3 separate regions of the Sus scrofa genome follow, and all the other regions are linked to region 3. A link is a contact called in public HiChIP or PLAC-seq data. All regions are on one chromosome and are shown on one strand. Each heading gives the region's core, a stretch centred on a gene start, on an enhancer-like site or on the middle of the called end of the contact. The rest is flanking DNA. Distances are from core to core; before and after follow the strand shown. Region 1 has its middle 20 kb from the start of DNAJC13. Region 2 holds the start of DNAJC13 (dnaJ homolog subfamily C member 13). Region 3 holds the start of ACAD11 (acyl-CoA dehydrogenase family member 11).

What was found. HiChIP or PLAC-seq counts read pairs in DNA pulled down with a chosen protein or histone mark.
Region 1: a contact with region 3 is called in an H3K27ac HiChIP or PLAC-seq map of alveolar macrophages. The contact joins the enhancer-like site here to the promoter of ACAD11 in region 3. A contact is called at or near these places in 6 of 47 Hi-C or Micro-C datasets (alveolar macrophages, embryonic fibroblasts, retroperitoneal adipose tissue and 2 more) and 2 of 2 datasets of contacts at active chromatin or transcription factors (alveolar macrophages and skeletal muscle).
Region 2: a contact with region 3 is called in an H3K27ac HiChIP or PLAC-seq map of alveolar macrophages. The contact joins the promoter of DNAJC13 here to the promoter of ACAD11 in region 3. A contact is called at or near these places in 1 of 47 Hi-C or Micro-C datasets (embryonic fibroblasts) and 2 of 2 datasets of contacts at active chromatin or transcription factors (alveolar macrophages and skeletal muscle).

What each region holds. Positions count from the first base shown.
Region 1 is chr13:73,552,331-73,556,186 of Sscrofa11.1, forward strand. No RefSeq gene overlaps it. Among named protein-coding and RNA genes, the nearest start is that of DNAJC13, 20 kb to the right of the region's middle. Within about 2 kb of position 2,116, at least 2 of the 83 cell types and tissues checked have an H3K27ac peak or open chromatin away from gene starts, as enhancers often do. A contact at or near this core is called in alveolar macrophages, where this site is marked.
Region 2 is chr13:73,571,721-73,575,624 of Sscrofa11.1, forward strand. It overlaps DNAJC13 (dnaJ homolog subfamily C member 13), which reads left to right and starts at 2,167. Exons shown (of 57, transcript XM_021069457.1): 1 at 2,167-2,650.
Region 3 is chr13:73,828,734-73,832,827 of Sscrofa11.1, forward strand. ACAD11 (acyl-CoA dehydrogenase family member 11) reads right to left here and starts at 2,763. Exons shown (of 21, transcript XM_001924765.5): 1 at 2,467-2,763. The coding sequence starts at 2,615. UBA5 (ubiquitin-like modifier-activating enzyme 5) reads left to right here and starts at 2,752. Exons shown (of 12, transcript XM_003132421.6): 1 at 2,752-3,566. The coding sequence starts at 3,406. LOC110256298 (a long non-coding RNA gene) reads left to right here and starts at 421. Exons shown (of 2, transcript XR_002337685.1): 1 at 421-494; 2 at 1,918-2,476.

The sequences.
Region 1 (3,856 bases), core at 866-3,365, 280 kb before region 3:
GTGTCTTAACCTTAGTAAGTTTTCATTAATACTTGATAAATGATTGCACACATAAATATGATATGTGTTTTATGTGAGATAAATGTTTGTTCCCCTAAGATTTGTAGATTCCATCAGCATTAAGTAGGACATTCTGACAATCTTAGAATAATAATAGAAAATACTTTCAGAGTACTTACTATGTGCGATACACAGTTCTAAGGATTTCCTAAATATTAACTGCTTTGTAGTCTCAACAAAAGTGAAAAGAATATTACTACTAGCCCCATTTTTCAGATGAGAAAACTGAGGCACAGAAAGGTTTAAAAACTTGCATAAACTCAGCTTTCCTAAAGAGCTAGTAATTAATAGAAATGAGATTCACATCCGTGTAATGGATGACTTTTAAACTGCTACCATATTGTGGTCTGGTAATTCTCAAAGTTGAATGTCCATCAAAATCACCCAAAGGCTTGTTACATGGTGTTGTTGGGCCCCACCCACAGAAACTCTAATTCAGTAGGTAAGATCCTAGAATCTGCCTTACTAATATATTCCCAAGTGATACTTGATTTGATCTGAGGGACATCCTTTGAAAAACATTGCTAAGTATATTTCAGAAGGAAACAAAATTCACCTGTGGACATCTTTCTTTCATCCACTCTGGCTGAAGAAGTTCCTGACTTTGAATGTTACTCAAATTTTTGATACAAACTGTGAGAGTCCAGTGGATTTGGGTAAACTAAAGAATAATTCAGGAGTTCCCATCGTGGTGCAGTGGTTAACGAATCCAACTAGGAACCATGAGGTTTCGGGTTCAATCCCTGGCCTCACTCATTGGGTTAAGGATCCGGCGTTGCCGTGAGCTGTGGTGCAGGTTGCAAACGTGGCTCGGATCCCGAGTTGCTGTGGCTCTGGCGTAGGCTGGCGGCTACAGCTCTGATTCGACCCCTGGCCTGGGAACCTCCATATGCTGCAGGAGCAGCCCTAGAAAAGGCAAAAAGACAAAAAAAAAAAAAAGAATAATTCAGTATTCTTGCTCCCCACCCTTGAACTTACAAAGTAATTTCTTTTCAATACTAGATTCTAGCATTTACCCCTAATGAAATGATACCTTTGGGACTTTGGGTCGATTTCTCCCTCCTTAGCCAATTTTACCTAATGTAAACAGCAACTAGAAAATGACAGTATTCTGAAAAAATATTTCTTAGTTTTTCTTCAAATTTTTAAAAATTTGAAAATATAAAAAAGAACAATGAAATTAAGAAACATTTCTTATAATACCACCACCAAGTGTTAACTGATTTTGATGTATTTGCTTTGTCATTTTCCCATTCATGTCTTTTTTTAAAAAAAGTCAAGCTTTGAGGGAGTTCCCTTCATGGCTCAGCGGTTAACAAACCTGACTAGTATCCATGAGGACAAGGGTTCGATCCCTGGCCTCAGTGGATTAAGGATCTGGCATTGCCATGAGTTGTGGTGTAGGTCACAGATGTGGTTTAGATCCTGCATTGCTGTGGCTGTGGCATAGGCCAGCAGCTGTAGCTCTAATTTGACCCCTATCCTGGGAAATTCCATATGCTGAGGGTGCAGCTCTTACCAAAAAAAAAAAAAAAAAAAAAAGACCAACCCCCCCGCTCAAGCTTTGGTATATTCTTATTAAAAAATCTCAACAAACAGCGTTTGAAAAGACTCTCTGATATGGATGAACTAACAGGAGCAGTCCCATGCTGGTCTGAGATCTCTTTATAAATTGCTTTCTTCAGAGTATATCTGAGCAAAAAGGTACATTCCCAGAGATGCTCTTCTAACCCCCACCACAAAAGCCCAAGCTGCTATAATGTGACTTTATGAATTTGCTTCTTACTAAAAGAGGAAAAATTAGGCTGATTATATCTAGTTATACTTTTAGCCACTAAGAATTTCTCCCATTTTCTTTTTTTTTTTTTTTTCATTTTAGGGCCACATCTGCGGCATATGGAAGTTCCCAGTCTAGGGGTCAAATTGAAGCTGCAGTTTCCAGCTTACACCACAGCCACATTGCTTATGGCATTGCCGGATCTTTAACCCACTGAGCAAGGCCAGGGATCAAACCCACATCCTCATGGGTACTAGTCAGTTTTGTTACCACTGAGTCACAACAGGAACTCCCAATTTCTCCCATTTTCATTGCTCATATTATAAGTCACTAAGCTCTAATCAAAAAGTGGAAAGTGAAACAAGGAACATTTTATGGATGCGTGAGGGTTCCTTCCTATTATGACATGTCTAATATCTGGGTTATTTTATTAATTAAGCATCTGAACCATAGTTTTGTATTACCTAACTAAGCTACCTATAGTAGATTAACTTGATAGGCAAATTTCCATCTCATTTCAAAGTAACAAGTAGAAAATATGAATTATCCTGACATGCTGATTAAGAGTCATACTCTTCAAAGCTTTTTCATAGTTCTTGGTATAGCTAATGAAAATTACTTTCTTGCTGTTGAAACTTGGACAGTCTCTCTAATTTCAGTTTCCTCATCTGTAAAATGGTGATGACAGCATTATCTATTTCACAGAATTTGCTGAAGATTGAATGAGTTGACATATGCCAAGCACTTAATAAACTACTCAGCACTTGGTAAATCCTCGATAAACAGCAACTAATATCTCTTATTAGCAATAAGGATTATATAGGAGTTCCCGTTGTGGCACAGTGGTTGATGAATCCGACTAGGAACCATGAGGTTGTGGGTTCAATCCCCGGCCTTGCTCAGTGGGTTAAGGATCCGGCATAGCTATGAGCTGTGGTGTAGGTCCCAGATGCAGCTCGGATCCCGTGTTGCTGTGGCACTGGTACAGGCCGGTGGCTACAGCTCTGATTAGACCCCTAGCCTGGGGACCTCCATATGCCGTGGGAAGTAGCTCTAGAAAAGGCAAAAAGACAAAAACAAACACACAAACAACAACAAAAAAAAACCAATAAAGATTATCTGATATAATTCCTAACCTATTTTTAGACAGTTTCTGAGAAGCAATGTTAGGGCTTATAATCATGTAAGCCCTTGATTATGGAGTTCCCATTGTGGCTCAGCAGTAACAAACCCAACTAGTGTCCATGAGGGCTCGGGTTTGATCCCTGGCCTCCATCAGTGGGTTAAGGATCCAGCCTTAAAGTGAGCTTCGGTGTAGGTCACCGATGTAGCTCAGATCCTGCATTGCTGCGGCTGTGGCATAGGCCTGCAGCCATAGCTCTGATTTGACCCCTAGCTTGGGAACTTCCATATACCATTGGTGAGACCCTTAAAAGACAAAAAAGTGTAAAAACAGATGTAGTGGCTACTTCAGTGGTGAAGTGTAATAGGATACTTAAGTGGAAGTGCTGTAGTGAACTGTGAATTAAATGTGCACAAAGAGTGATTCCTGCTGTGGTGCAGTGGGTTAAGAACCCAATTGCAGCAACTCAAACCACTAGCCCTGTGCAGTGAGTTAAAGGATCTAGGGTTGCTGCAGCTGCTGTGTAAGTCGCAGGTGCAGCCCAGATTCAGTCTGTAGCCCAGGAACTTCCATATGCTGCGAATGTGGCCATCAAACAAAATGTGCACAAGGAAATGTGTTTTGTTAAGGACATGCAGCATAATAGGCCACTTCCCTTTTTTAGAGTATTGTCTCTAATCCTGGGTTCCACACCTTAAAAATGCCCAGAATAACAGAGACATTACAAAGATGTAATATATAATAATTTATGTGCAGTATGTATAAATTATATTATATGTAAATAATACATAAAATTATTATACGCAAATAATAAAGTTGATTTTTAAAATAAGCTCTGGCACTTGACAATACAAATGAGCAATTCCATATGTAGATATCTACCCAAGAAAAATGAA
Region 2 (3,904 bases), core at 917-3,416, 260 kb before region 3:
AACAAAAAAACTACTCATGAAAGAGAGGGCAAGTTGGCAGAATACAGAGAAAGTGGTTTCTTTGAGTTAGTCTTCCTAACTCCAAGTATGGATTTTAATTGTCCCAAATTATATATCTTAAATTTTACTCGAGTATAGTTGACTTACAATGCATTAGTTTCAGGTGTGCAGCAAAGTGAATCAGTTATACCTATACATATATCCATTCTTTTTTCCCATATTGGTTATTCCAAACTACTGCGTAGATTTCCTGTGCTATACAGTAGGTCATTGTGTCCCGAATACTGACCAGTGAGGTAATGTGGAGATTTAATAGTTCACTGGCCCTGATATTACAAGTCCTGCAACTAAATCTCAGCCCTGTCTTTAGAAGTTAGGTCAGATTGGACAAGTGACCAAACTTGTCCTTAGACTCTCTGAGTTCATTTCCACTATAAAATAAAAATAATTCACCCCAAATTTACTTCTGGGATTATTGGAAGTAATCTGTTTACATGGGATAAGCCAAGAAGGCCCCTAACTCAGTCCTCCGATTTCATTTTCTTTCTTCTTCCTTTTCTACTTTATTTTGGGTCCTGTTGTAACATGAGCAGGAACTTATGAGGACATGCTGGGACAGACCCCTGTCTTCTCATCTCCTCCACCTGTCTCTTGTTTGTAAGGAAATCTTTGGTCGTTTAGGCCTTTCAGAGTCCCAAACAATAAATTTAACCAGAGAAGTGAGAAAACACAGACACAAAGGAAAACAAATCATCAAGACTAAATAATGATAGTGTATCCATTAAACAAAGTCAAGGACCTTTAGTTCCTCCTCAAGGGCTATGGATGATCTTCTGAGCCATATCCTTTGAGCTGTTTTGTGGATACTGAAACCCCCACCAGGTGGAAGAAGTTAATTATAGACTGCCCACAGGCAAACAGACCCAAATCAATTGGAACCAGAAGGTTGATGATGTCCATTCCTGGTTACCTCACCACCAATCAATCAGAAGAATGTCCCTGAGCAGCAAACCTCTCCCTCACCCTGTCTTTAAAAACCTTTCCCTGAAAGCCATAGGGGATCTTGGGTCTTTTGAGCATAAGTTGCCTGCACTGCTTGTTCCATGCGTGCAATAAATGCTGCACTTTTTTTTTTTTTTTTTTTAAACCACAACCTGGTGTCAGTATTTTGGCTCTACTGCACAGCGTAAGTGGATCCAACTTTGGTTCAGTAACAGTCTTCCCACACCCAACTATTTGTGGTACTACTAGCTTATCTCACTGCTGCAGTACAGGAAAGCCTAATGGAAGGATAAATTCAGTCCTTTTCTACCCCAAGGTAGGCAGAAGGGTCAACAGTTGAGTCAGAAAGCAAAATCTATAAGAGGCACTGTCTACATTTTTCATCCAGCAAGTGCCATCTCTAAAAAACGACTGAAAGGAACTCCAAAGAAAACTTCAAGATTGCTGTGCAGAATATTAAATCTCTTATTAGAGGCCTTTAGCCCTCATAAAATAATCAATCCTTACAAGCCACCCACACCACTTGGCTTTTGAAGTTTGCAACAGAATCACTTATTTTTGAATTGTGATCTTTAGAGATCTGGGAGTGAAGACTTCCTTAAATAAACCCTTACCCACAGGTAACATATTCTATTGCCTCTTTTCTCTAACTTTGTTCCCATCCTAAGCCTCCACCTTAAGGAAGATTGTACCGGCTGTGGTCAGATGGCTTAGGCCCACTACTGTGGAGGGGGCCTCAGTTTACCTGCAAAACAAGGCTAATTCCTACTTGACAGAGTTGAGGATTAACTAAATAACCCCTTGACACGTGCTCAGCGAACAATAAATGGGAGCTATCAGTATTATTTTTCTGGCACTCCCACTAGCAAAAGTCACTATTCCCCTCTCTGTAACCTCCCACACCAACCCGAAATTTAAACTCTTTTCAGTTATCTTCTGGGAGTCTCAATAGTAAGTGGCTCGCAATCCAGCCAAACCATGTATAGACTGTCCCAGGAAGGTCAAAGACCCGACTGGGTAAATGCTTTATAACAAGACTTTGCGCTGATTAAGAGCGCAAAACCCCAGCCTGAAAACGACCACTGGGCGGGACTCAGAGCCTCACGCTGAGGGGCGTGGCCTCCTCAGCACGCGTCTGGGGGCGGGTTCCCTTCAAGCGCTGCGTGGACCCCGGATCCCACAGCCAATTTCGTCACTGCCTGAGTCTAACTTCGTTGCGTGAGGCGGGCGGGCGGACAAGCTGTCTGAACGCGGAATTTCAGGGAAAGCGGACAAATAGGACCGGGAGGACGGGGAAATACATGCAGGAGGGCGGAGCAGAAAGCGGAAGAATTGAAAGCAGCTGACCAAGTCTCGTGACAGCCTGGGCGGGGGCGACGCAGGCGTACTGGAGAGCGGTTGCTCAAAGCCTGAGCGAAGATGGCGGCCTCCAGAGCGAACCTCTGAGAGGCAGAGGGAGGAGGCGGAGGGGGCGGGGAAGCGGCGCCGCCGCGGCACCAGAAACCCGCGGTAGCGGAGCTACAGGGCCCCGGCGGGGGAAAGGGGAAGTGGTGAGAGGGAGAAGGTCGGAGGGCACCTCATCCCACTTTGGACGCTGAGCCGACGGCGGGAGGAGCTTGGGCTGGAGCCTCTCCAGCCTCCTGCGAAGGTAAATCACTCTGGGCACCAGAATCGGGAGCTATGCTTTAACCCCTCACCACGCCGCGGGGACTTGGGGGACGAAGGGCAGGAAGAAGAGGGTGGTGTCTGGGCTGCCGCAGCCTCCAGCAGTTAAGGAGAGCAGATTACCTTCCCCCCAAGGCTGCTCGTCTGGTTCCTCTCGTCGGACCCCCTCCCCCGCCCCTACCGGCTCTGACATTCCCCCAGGGCCCTGCCTTGTTGAGCCCCACCCCTCTTTTTGCCTTGCTTTTTGGTTTTCTACCCACCCTGGTTCCCACTCCCCTGTGCACATCCTTAACCCCACACAGCCCTTATTCCCCTTGGGCTCCGCCCTCGGGATTCCCGTCCAGCCTCCTAGTTGGAGCCCTCTTCCTGCTGGATGCCGGCAACTCTTGTTTCTTTGGGTCAGCGACCCTCCTTCCTCCCACGTCCTGCGCTGGCTTTGACTTTGCTTACTTTGTTTCGTTTTCCTGGGAAATGAGCATCCGCGTCGTTTCTTCTCCAGTCCCTCCCTTTTCCAAAATGAACTTTTTCCACTGAGGCTTTTCCCTCTTAGAAGGTAGCTTTTTCACAGTGGCCTTTGCTCCGCTGCTGTGATTTTGCTCTGAATGCGGCCTTTGGAGCGGGTGAAGTAAGACTTAGTCGCTCTGTGAAGTGGCTGTTAAAGGCGAATTTCACTTACTAATCTTAGGAAGAGTGCCTTCCCTTAAATTGTCTCCATGTTGTAGGGTGTTAACCGCTTTTGCCTTGAGATTATCATTTGCTTGCGGGCCGAGGGGATTAAATATCTCCCCCAGATGTGGCCAGAGTTTCCTGAAGTGATGATTTCTCAATTCCCCTCTGCTTTTTCCTTTGACCCGACCCTGATTCCCCTCGGGGCCTCTGCCTGATGCTTTTGTCTCACTGTGAAGGACTTCATACCTCAGGGTTCTTTTGAGCATCTTGGAGGGTAGTGTCTTGGGGATGAGGGGTGGTGTGTTAAATTTCAGAATATTTCTTCAGGACCTGTCCCCAAGATTTTCTTACGGTGTTTTCCTTCTTGCTTTATGGATCTGATGGCTTTCTAGGCTTGAAAGTAGTTTCCTCTGCAGACTTTGAGGAAATTAAAACTGTCAGGTTTTATAGTATGTTACTAGTACTGAGGCTTATGAGACTGTGAAACAGGGCTTGCCCTTAAAAAAAAAAAAAAAAAAAAAAAGGAAAATTGGAAAACTAGTTGGGTACCCCAAAAAGATTTGATTTC
Region 3 (4,094 bases), core at 1,513-4,012:
AATTTCTACTGTACAGCAAAGTGACCTAGTCATATATATATATATATATATATATATATTCTTTTTCTCACATTATCCTCCATCAATGTTCCATCATGAGTGACTGGAAGTACTTCACTGTGCTATACAGCAGGATCTCATTGCTTATCCACTCCAAATGCATAGTTTGCATCTATTAACCCCAGACTCCTAGTCCATTCCACTCCCTCCCCAGCCCCCTTGGCAACCACAAGTATGTTCTCCAAGTCCATGAGTTTCTTTACTGTGGAAAGGTTCATTGCATGCAGATAATTATTATCCCTGCATAGTTTGTTGAAAAATCCTTTCTCCCTCCAACCCCACTTGCACTGACTCTCAGTGCCGGCACTGTTACATATCAAAGTTCTATAATTATGTGGGCTTTTTTGTGAACACTCTCCTCTTTTTTATTTACCTGTTTGTCTCTTTGCTAATACGCCATCTTAACTGAAATTTCCCACTTTGTTCATCTTCAGGTGAGTTTTTGCTTATTCTTAGCCCTTTGCTCCTATATGTAAAAGTTAGAAGCAATTTTTTGAATTAGGGGAAAAAATTAAGACATTGCACTGAATCTATAGATTGGCGAGGAAAAGGGAAATATACAATTCTGAATTCTACTATTCATGAACATGGCATCGCTCAATTTATTTAGTTCTTTTTAAAGTCCTAATACAGTTTTATAGTTTCCTCTACAGAGGTCTTGCACATACTTTATTAGAATAATATTTGGGGAAATTTGTAATTCTGATGCTCTTATTATCTTTCTGAAATTTATATCTTTATATTTTTATTGCTAAAGTTCAGAAATGCAATTTATTTTGGTATACTGAACTTTGATAAACTCCATTATTTTCTGTGGATTATTGGGTCTTTTATCGTTATCAATTAATTTCTACACATATATTTATTAGCTGTCTTCTATTGATTTCTGAACTTTGGCATTTATATTCTGAAATTTTTTCAGAATGACACTTTAGAATTTTTGAAACTTCCTTTGTGGCCTAACATGTCTTCAGTTTTCAAAAACTTTTTCATATGCCTTGGAAATAAATGTGTATTTTCTGTGGGGATAGTTCAATGCATATATACTATTTAAGCTGCAACTAATTTCATTTATCAAGCTCAATTCTGCTTTAACATTCAGTATAGCACTGGGAACTATATCTAGCTATTTATGATGGAGCATAATGTGAGAAAAAAGAATGTATACATGTATGTGTGACTGGGTCACCTTGCTGTACAGTAGAAAATTGACACAACACTGTAAAACAGCTATAATGGAAAAAATAAAAATCATTATAAAAAAACATTAAATTTAATTCAGAATTAAGTAACTCTCAGTAAGATAATCCTCCAACAACTCTAATGATTACTATCTCCATTTTGCCAAAGAAGTTAAATAACTTGTCCAGATTCTCAGAGCAAATTTGAACTTTGATCTGTTAGTTTACAACACAAGCCTTCTAGGCTAGAAACTTAAGCCATTTTTTATTCCAATTTCTCTTTCGTCCTACAATATCTATTGTGACATGGTGCCTTTTAATTCTATACTCCAAACTTTCTCTTATCCATTTTCCTTCCCACTATTTTTAATTTACCTGAAACCAGTAGTCAAGGAATATAAATGCCAGTGATAAATGCCACTGGTATATGGTGCTCTTACAATGTTAAATCTTTTCACATCATTTCATTATCAGGATTACTCAGAACAGGCAAGTATTTGTTACAGATTATGAAACAAGTTCTCAGAGAGTTCATGTAACACAGCATTTAAATTTCCCAGTCTGTAAGTGGCACATCTAATTTTTGGCAAGAGAGGACTGCTTCTATAGCTCTGCGTTTATCAAAATACTATTTTTAGAATTAAGTCTTTTAAAATTATTTTCTACTATACATCAGACTAGAAGCAAGTTCAAAGTGGAGAACAGTACTCTCAGGATGGTCGTCCAGTTCCATTCCCCTACTTCAGAAAGAATTAAAGCCCAAAATGGTGCTGCGATTTGCTAAATGGAAGATCTGGATTAGAATTCGGATGTCCCAACCGATATCATTAACTCACTCTGCAAGAATATGGCCAAAGTGAACGGAATGACATCTGCTTCTCAAAAAAAAAAAAAGTTATAGAACAAAAGTTGAGGGAAAGCCTCTCTAAATCCTGCAGAACCTCCAACCTTAAAGTGCCTCACTGAATCCTCTAAGTACGTAATTGTTAACAAAGATTCCTTCTCATAATTGGAATCGTGAATGTTACTGTGCTTCTATTATTGCTCTTGAATTAGAAATACCCAGAATGTAATGCAGGAGACTGGTGAGGGCAGCTCCCGCCTGCAAACTGCGTCACTGAGGAAAAATAAACAAGATGGGGTAAACTGAGAACCTACCCAAAGCCAAAGGGAAAAAAGTATAAGGCACAGATTTTTTTCTGCTGGAAATGGCTGGCGTCGATACCTGTACTGGGCAACAGTCAGCTTGGCCTCAGGCTCAGCCCCAAAGTCAGGCAAGTGCTGGTATAGGTAGGCTTCCAGGGACCTGCAGTCCAACTTGTGCTGGGGCAGCACTTCCCCCATCTCGGGACCGTGGGAGGCATCGGCCTTCATGATCGCTGCTGCATCCAATGACCACAGACTCACAGAAACCGCAACTCTTCGGGGCTCGGGGACACTCCACAGCTCGGGACGCCCGGGAGGAGGGGGGCCTGCGGTTCCAGCCAATCACAATTTCCCTCCCGGAGCCGAGGCTAGGCGGACTGGCTAGGTTAAGGGTTCTAGTCGCGAAGCGCCAGGAGGGCCTTGGTGTGTGTTCAGATTAAAATTTTTCACCTAGCCTCAGAATTAGAGGCCTCAATTCTAAATAAAGCAAAACCACATTAGTCACTCCGGCCAAATAAGAACTCCGAGGCCGCGTCCACCTCCGAATTTAAAGCACCAGCAAGCGGAAAACCTAAAAGGTTCGGCGCAGAAAAAGGTCCGTCAGGACGTCGAGCTCGGGAATAAAAGATTCTGAGGTTTCTCCTAGCTGCCCGGTTGGAAACGCAACGTCGCAGGATACTGGCTCTGGATGTTTATGACCCAGGCCCTGCTGCAGGTCGGTCTTTTAGGCCCGGGCGAAGAAGGAAGCTGAAAGTGACTGCGTTTTTATTTATTTTTATTTTTTGAGGGGGAACGATGACTGCAACACACAGGAAGCGGACCCCGTGCGAGGCCAGCGGGGCCGGTGGAGACGTGTAAGTTAGAGAGGTGAAGGGAGCCCTTTTCCGGGGTTGTGGGCTAGCAAGGCCGCCGCAAGGTACCTCCGCACATACCTCTTGCCCGCCCAGCAGCCAACAGTGTGGGGCGGCGGCGACGGCGACGGCCGGGGCTGGGAGGGCTGGCGGCCGGGGTCCCAGCCATGGCCGAGTCTGTGGAGCGGCTGCAGCAGCGGATCCAGGAACTGGAACGGGAACTGGCCCAGGAGAGAAGTCGCCAGGTCGTGGGGGACCGCGACGGAAAAGGCGGTCGGACCCGCATCGAGAAGATGAGCCCGGAGGTGGTGGACTCCAACCCCTACAGGTGACCTAAGTGGCGGGGCGGAGGGGGTGTGGGCGAGGTCACGGTCTCCAGGTGGTCAGGAGTGAGGTGCCCGCCGCTGCTCTCCAGCTCCCACATCCTCGTACCACCTCTCTTTTCTTGTTCTGAGGCCCCGTCCTCAAGCGGGCGAAGCCAGGTCTCTGTACTGGTGAAAAAAATGTTTTTTTCTCTTTTAAAACTACCCAGCTGAATCAGCCATATGGTGCTTCTCCTGTGTCTGCTGAGGACACGTATCAGCTTTCCTTCTGCCCCTGCCTCTATTAGTCTTACTTGCTCTGCCTAAAATTGATAGTAATAACTTTTAGAAGGTGACACCAAATGTAAAACCCAATGAGCACACGCTTCGAGCTTCATCGAGCCCTCTCAGTGTTTCTTAAATTACGGGTGTAGGAGAGGGCTGGATTAGCTCTAAAACCGTTGGCCTTCACCTGTGTTGTCCGCTCTCTTTCTTCGTTTCCTAAGGTTTGTGAATTCAGCAGGCTGAATGTAGCTTAGTGGTTGAGGGTAAGG